2 separate regions of the Mus musculus genome follow, and region 2 is linked to region 1. Evidence: chromatin contacts called from public Hi-C data. All regions are on one chromosome and are shown on one strand. The core of a region is the stretch at or near the end of the contact, and the rest is flanking DNA. Distances in the headings are between cores, read along the strand shown. Region 1 has its middle 45 kb from the start of Npy2r. Region 2 holds the start of Npy2r (neuropeptide Y receptor Y2).

What was found. A called contact is a pair of places that touch in the nucleus more often than the background predicts.
Region 2: a contact with region 1 is called in a Hi-C map of adipose-derived mesenchymal stem cells, with 1.9 times the contacts expected there. The contact joins the promoter of Npy2r here to the enhancer-like site in region 1. A contact is called at or near these places in 3 of 484 Hi-C or Micro-C datasets (adipose-derived mesenchymal stem cells, cortical neurons and uterus), 2 of 115 datasets of contacts at active chromatin or transcription factors (craniofacial prominence and neural progenitor cells) and 2 of 9 other capture datasets (adipose tissue and liver).

The regions. Positions count from the first base shown.
Region 1 is chr3:82,501,794-82,504,788 of GRCm38.p6, reverse strand. No RefSeq gene overlaps it. Among named protein-coding and RNA genes, the nearest start is that of Npy2r, 45 kb to the left of the region's middle. Within about 2 kb of position 1,543, at least 1 of the 459 cell types and tissues checked has an H3K27ac peak or open chromatin away from gene starts, as enhancers often do. A contact at or near this core is called in adipose-derived mesenchymal stem cells, where this site is marked.
Region 2 is chr3:82,546,644-82,549,638 of GRCm38.p6, reverse strand. Npy2r (neuropeptide Y receptor Y2) reads left to right here and starts at 1,554. Exons shown (of 2, transcript NM_008731.3): 1 at 1,554-1,802.

The DNA.
Region 1 (2,995 bases), core at 294-2,793:
GTGTCACATAAGACAGCCATCGTGTCCATCATCTACCTGTTACACGTCTTCCTTTTATTCTCATCTTAGATAAGTATATCCAAATTTATACTGGCCCCTGTGCAAGGCCATAGTTGATAAATTCAAGTCTAGTTGTGCTTCACACGAGTGTGAGCCCTGCTCTGGACGTCAGCAATGAGTAATACGTCACACTCTACTCTCAACCTAGCCTCATGAAAGCTGGGTGGCTCAGGTAGGGTGGCAGCTGCTGGATGAGATGTGTGGCTTGCAGAAGCTTTTTCCACTTCCTTCCCTGAGTTGGTAAACTATTACCAAATCACACATGAGATACATCTCCTACATCTCCACACATTCCCGAATAATACTCTAACAAAGCTTTGACACTTCTGATCAATCTACCTCTCTCCCTTCTCTCTCTCTCTCTCTCTCTCTCTCTCTCTCTCTCTCTCTCCTCAAAAGCCTTCATTAACTAAATGACATTTTCCTGACACATCACTTTCCATTGCCTAGTGACTGAAAAGCATGAAGCAATTAGAACAATGTAAAATGTTAGACTATGATTCTCCTAGTAATACATCTTAATATTCTGCCTTTGAATAAAGTGGCTGGAGAGTTCTACAAGGACACGTCATTTCTAGACAGAACACATTCTTTTGAGCAGCATTTTCCTGACCAGAAAGTCCTAGCATGATCTGACTACCTCAGACATTTCAGTCTGAGTTTTAAGTGCTTCCAGAAACTGGCTATGATCCCATTTAAACCTTGCCATGGGTGAGTATGGTTGTCTCCTTCCCACCACAACCCCCAGATCACATGGAGGGCTTGATCCATGCTGTGACTATGATGGGAGCCTCTAAAAAGGTGGCAGGGCCATCAAGAAGGATTCATGTCTTTCCTTATGAAGATACTGCTGTGCAGGGACCGGGCTGGTTGCTGGGAGAGCCAGGCTATTGAGAGTGGTTTTGACTTCCATGGTTCAATTTCTGTCTTCCTTTCCTGCCATACTGTCTCTTTCACATCTATCACCTTTTCTTTGTTGTGCTGTGAAGCCTTCACAGAAACTGAGCTAAACTGGTGCCATGCTGGAACTCCCAGAACTATGGGTCAAAGCAAAACTGTGCCCTTTATTAATTACCCTGCCACACATATCTTTCTCAGTCAAACCACCACATTAGCATTAAGTGAAGGAAACTGACAAAGGCAAGATTTTCTTTGTTCCATTCACACCTCCACACCTCCACCTATTGTCTATCTCATCAGTGAGCTCTCTCTCAAGTCCTTCCTACCTCTCTGTTCTGTATCGCCTCTCTTTCTCTAAGTTGATTCATCTTATTAAGTCTTGCTAGACAACTAGCCCAAGTGGATGCCCTAAAGTAACAGCTTCTTTGCGAAGCAGGGTAGTCTTACTAATTTCATTTCCTTTGACTTCATAAGTCAAAGTCTTAAAAGAAAAAAAATCTGGGAAATCGTATTGTCCCAAGTGCATATATGGAGACAGCATTTTTGCAAGGGGAAAAAATGTGTCTGGCAGCAAGAAAATAGAGTGGTTGAGAAATGAGTCAGTTTGTCTGACCCCGAAGCCTCTCTTCCTAATGACTATTCTGAGATAGAATCCTTGAATCACTCTTTCTTTGTCCTCACATATATCAGGCCTGTCTCATTATCTTTTCACACTTACTCTTCATTGAAGCAGCCAGTGATGGTGTCAGTGTGGTTTGCATTCCAACTATTTACTTCTACAAAGAAAGGATATAGGTCCCAGAAGATAACGATGCAAGGAGAATTACAACCGTATCTTTCCTGGGACCTCTGAAGTGTGAACAACGTGGCCCAGGTGTTCCTATAGGCTTATCCGAGATGGAGTTTTAATTCCTTTAAATTTTTGATAGTCTTTCTTTTTGTTTTGTACAACTTAATAAAAACCAAATGTTTGAAACATGTGTTCCTATGTAAGAAATTACATTCAAATAATGGATTTATTCATTTCCTTGCTTGTTTGCTTCCTTGCTTGCTTATTGAGGTTGTAGGGATCAAAATCTAGGGTATCAAACGTGCTAGGCAAATGCTCTACTATAGAGCTATAAAAACTGTAATTCTTGAACAATAACTTTGAACAACATTTCAACAGGATATTAGTCTATTCTAAAATCCTTTCAACAGTAATTTGAACAAGGCATGAGAAAAGTGGCCTACTTCTTCAAGACCCAGAGCCTGGGGCCTCCTTTCCAGACTCTGAGGCTGGTAGCCCCCTTCCAGATGTTCGCTTACAGTTTATTGTCTCTGTCTCTGTCTCTGTCTCTGCCTCTCCCTCTCTCCATCTTTCTCTCTCTCCCTCTCCCTCCCTCTCTCTCCCTCCCCCTCCTTCTCCCTCCCCCTCCCTCTCCCTCCCTCCCCCTCCTTCTCCCTCCCCCTCCCTCTCCCTCCCCCTCCCTCTCCCTCCCTCTCTCTCCCTTTCCCTCCCTCTCCCTCCCTCTCCCTCCCTCTCCCTCTCCCTCTCTCTCTCTCTCTCTCCCTCCCTCTCTCTCTCTCTCTCTCTCTCTCTCTCTCTCTCTCTCTTGAGGGGCATAGAACAGTACAATATTTTGACCTCTGAGCCACACAGGTCCCAATTTGTTCTCTTTGTTCCTTGTTACGTATTTTTGGTCTTATTTGGGGCTGAGGATTGTTTATGATTTCATTTTATTTCCTTTAATGTTTCAATATTTATGTTCCAAAATTCAAAACAAACTTTCCTGACCAACTAGGAGTCAGTTAAAATACCACATAGCATAGCATCATAATGCAAGCCTTACCTTTTGTATGCTGTCTGGATACCACTCACCTAACGAGTATTTGCCTGCTATATTTTAAGATTTGCTTAACTTAATAAATACTTCTTAACTTTCATTCTATTATGTTCCTATATATTTCTATGTGTCTGTACAAGTTTTGATCTCATAATTGTGGTCAGAAGTATATGAAAAATGTCTTGTGTGCCTGACAAATTAGGTTTATG
Region 2 (2,995 bases), core at 305-2,804, 45 kb before region 1:
GAGGCCACAGGAGTTACTCATTCCCCAGTGTCTCTTTTTTAAAAAAGGAATCTGTTCAACTGAAAGCATATGTGCGAACAAGAGATACTTCCCTAAACCAAAAAAATGCTTACAAAAAGGACTTTAAGCAGAGTGTGTAAAACATCATGGCTTCTCGCAGGCCTGCTGCCTTTTATGTACTGGTAATTGAAAGGCCCACGAAACACTGTTTTATAGGTAGCTTCTTTAGCATGATGTCACATGAATTGAAGATTGATATCAGATTCTATACTTCTTATGACCTATAATTAGGGTGTGTGACTTTCAGTGGCCACGGGACTGAAAATCCATTTCCCAATAAAGGAGTAATTATTACTACGTGGGGGAGTACTTGTCTTTTAAAAATAGGTTAAGTATAACTTTTTTTTTTCGAGACACCTAATCTAAATCGAATCATTGTTTTGTATCCTTCAGAGACATTCTGAGAACTAATGTGGCCATCCTTATTTTATAAATTAAAAAAGAAAGAAAGAAAAGAAAACAACAAGAAGAGTGATCCAATGCAGCGAGGTGACTTGTGCAGCTCTGAGAGACACGGTGGTTAAGACAAGCCTGGCTTCCTGGCTTTCAAGTCTCTACTGCCCCCTTTAAAATCTGAAGGAAAAGAGACTTGTAGCAAACCTCTGGAAAGACTGCTGGTGAATGAAGAGTTTGCAGGGTAAGGTTGAAACAGCCCTCTAGCGTGACTGAAAGTCCTGCATGTCCTCTTTCAGCCTTCGGGCTTCACTCCTGAGGAACATTTCCCGAGGCATGGTCTCCCTGCTCTCTCGAAATCTCGAATGGTGCAAGAACTAAAGGCGAAGAATTTTGAAGTCAACTAATTGGACAAAGAAAGACTGTTTTACGACCCACTGCTGTTCTCTACGTTCTTCCCGAGGGACAGTTTTGCCAGTGTTCCGCTGGGACACCTGGGCTTGTGATCTGAAGGCGCAGGGTTCCAGGGACACCTGTTAAGGGCTTTGCTGCTCCCGTCCCCCAGGCACTGGACTCGTGTTAACCACAGTTCCTGTGCCTGCGCTGTGTGGCAGGGCGCGCTGGCTGTTTGTCCTTGGGATCCAGCTTCTGCGAGGAGTTCGTTCTCCTCCTTGGTTTTTACACAAGGAAACTCCTAGCCCAGAGTGGGATTCTGCCCCTCCACCCCAAGTGTGGAACCTCTCTCCAGCCCACACCCGCAAGCCTGAGGTGTCTGTCGCTGTTCACATAGCCAGGGACCACAGCTCCCTCCCTGCATCGGGGTTCGCCACTGCCCTGCACTTTTCTCTGCAGATTAGGTGAACTCCTAAGTGGAGTGAATAGCAGCTGCAGGGAGTGGTGGCGAGGAACGATGAGGCGCTACGCTGCATAGCGTGCAACTAAGGTTGGAGGACACTAATCTCCAGTCTCTGACTACGGGGAACTTATCTGCCTCACTCCCTCGCTCCGCAGTTCCCCTACCTGTGTCCTTTCCTTCCAGGGCGGCGTTTCTCTCCACTTCTATCTCCGATCCTCCTCCCTCCCCACCCACTCCTACCCGGGGCTCTGAGCTGTGCAGTGCGGGGTCCCTGATCGAGTGGCTTTAGAGGTCCACCGAGAAGCCGAGCAGGCACAGCATTGCAGCTGTTCCGCTTTGCCGCTCCTGCTTCTGATCTCACTTGCTGGCTCACACCAAATCGGACCTGCTTTGGGTGCCTCCCAGGACTGTCTCCAGACTGGCTGTTTAGATAATCCCTTGCTTGAAATTCCTGGATTCCTCATCTGAGAAGGAACGCGCAAGAGTCAATACAGTAAGTAAGTTCAAACTCCAGTTCTCCTTCTGAGATCATGAACAGCCCTAGAGGAGCCCCGGGTCCTGTCAGGGGTAAGAGGGCATGGGGATGTGTTCCGAAGGGGAGCCGCCCACCCCTCCAGGCATTAAGTGGAACACTGGAACTAGGTGGGCTAGTACCACTTCGCTTTTCTTCTTTTGCTGGACTTTTTCTTTTCTGCTGAAGGTTATAGACTGTTCCTTGATTGAGCGCTACAGTATGAGACAGTAAGATATGACTTTGCCCCCTCTTTAAAACTCAAGCACTTTCTGAAGTGCAAGATCATGTAGGGTTTTCTAAGGCTGTTCAAAAATAGAGATTTATTTAGGCTTCCATTCATTTCCCCAAGATGGGGTCACCTACTAGTAGAAGTCTGTGGTTGTGTGGCATGGTGGTGGTGGTGGTGGGGCAGTAATATTTAAATGTCATTCTTAGTAGAGACTAGTCATTAAAATCCCAGTGTCATTTAAGAGACTACACTACTGTCAAAGACAGGAAGCACAAATACAGGAAAGAGAAGCATTCGCTGACTTTTCAGATGATCCATCCATCTCTACTTAGGCAAACAATAATGCCCTGTATGTTGCAGTGTTAAAGACCGCATCTCCCCTCACAGGAGATCCAACAGGTGCAGGCAACTATAGTTTGTAGCATGGAACTTGGGGGTTTTCCCTGGGAAAACAATACTGGAAGGAGGGCTAGACAGGGATGTCACACTTTGCCCACCTGGAGTGACTCTATCTCAGAAATAACTTGCAATTCCAGTGATTTCAGCATGTAGTTAAAGCAGGAGAAGGTTTCTGGCTTATTAAAGAAAGCACCTAGAGCGTCAGAAGGAAAAAAGCATCATTTCCCTTTCTACACTGACTGCTTCTGTAATAAACTCAGTCAAGGGGCACCTGTTCAAGAGAACAGCGCTATTCAGAGTTTTGAATTTCTTGAATAACCTGAATGTCTCATTTTGCCTTGTTTCAAGGAAAGGCTCTCCCCCTTGCCTCTTTCTGGTTTGACTGGGGGCCTCAGGAGTGTCACGCGTGGCAGTGTCTACCCTCACGTTCTCTTTCACTCTCCTACTTTTCCAGAAGTGCTGTTGTGAATGATACATTCTGTGTCCTGGGTAGTGCTTTGCCCAGCCCAGGGCTAGTACTGTGCCTGCATGCAGCTCAGAGTGT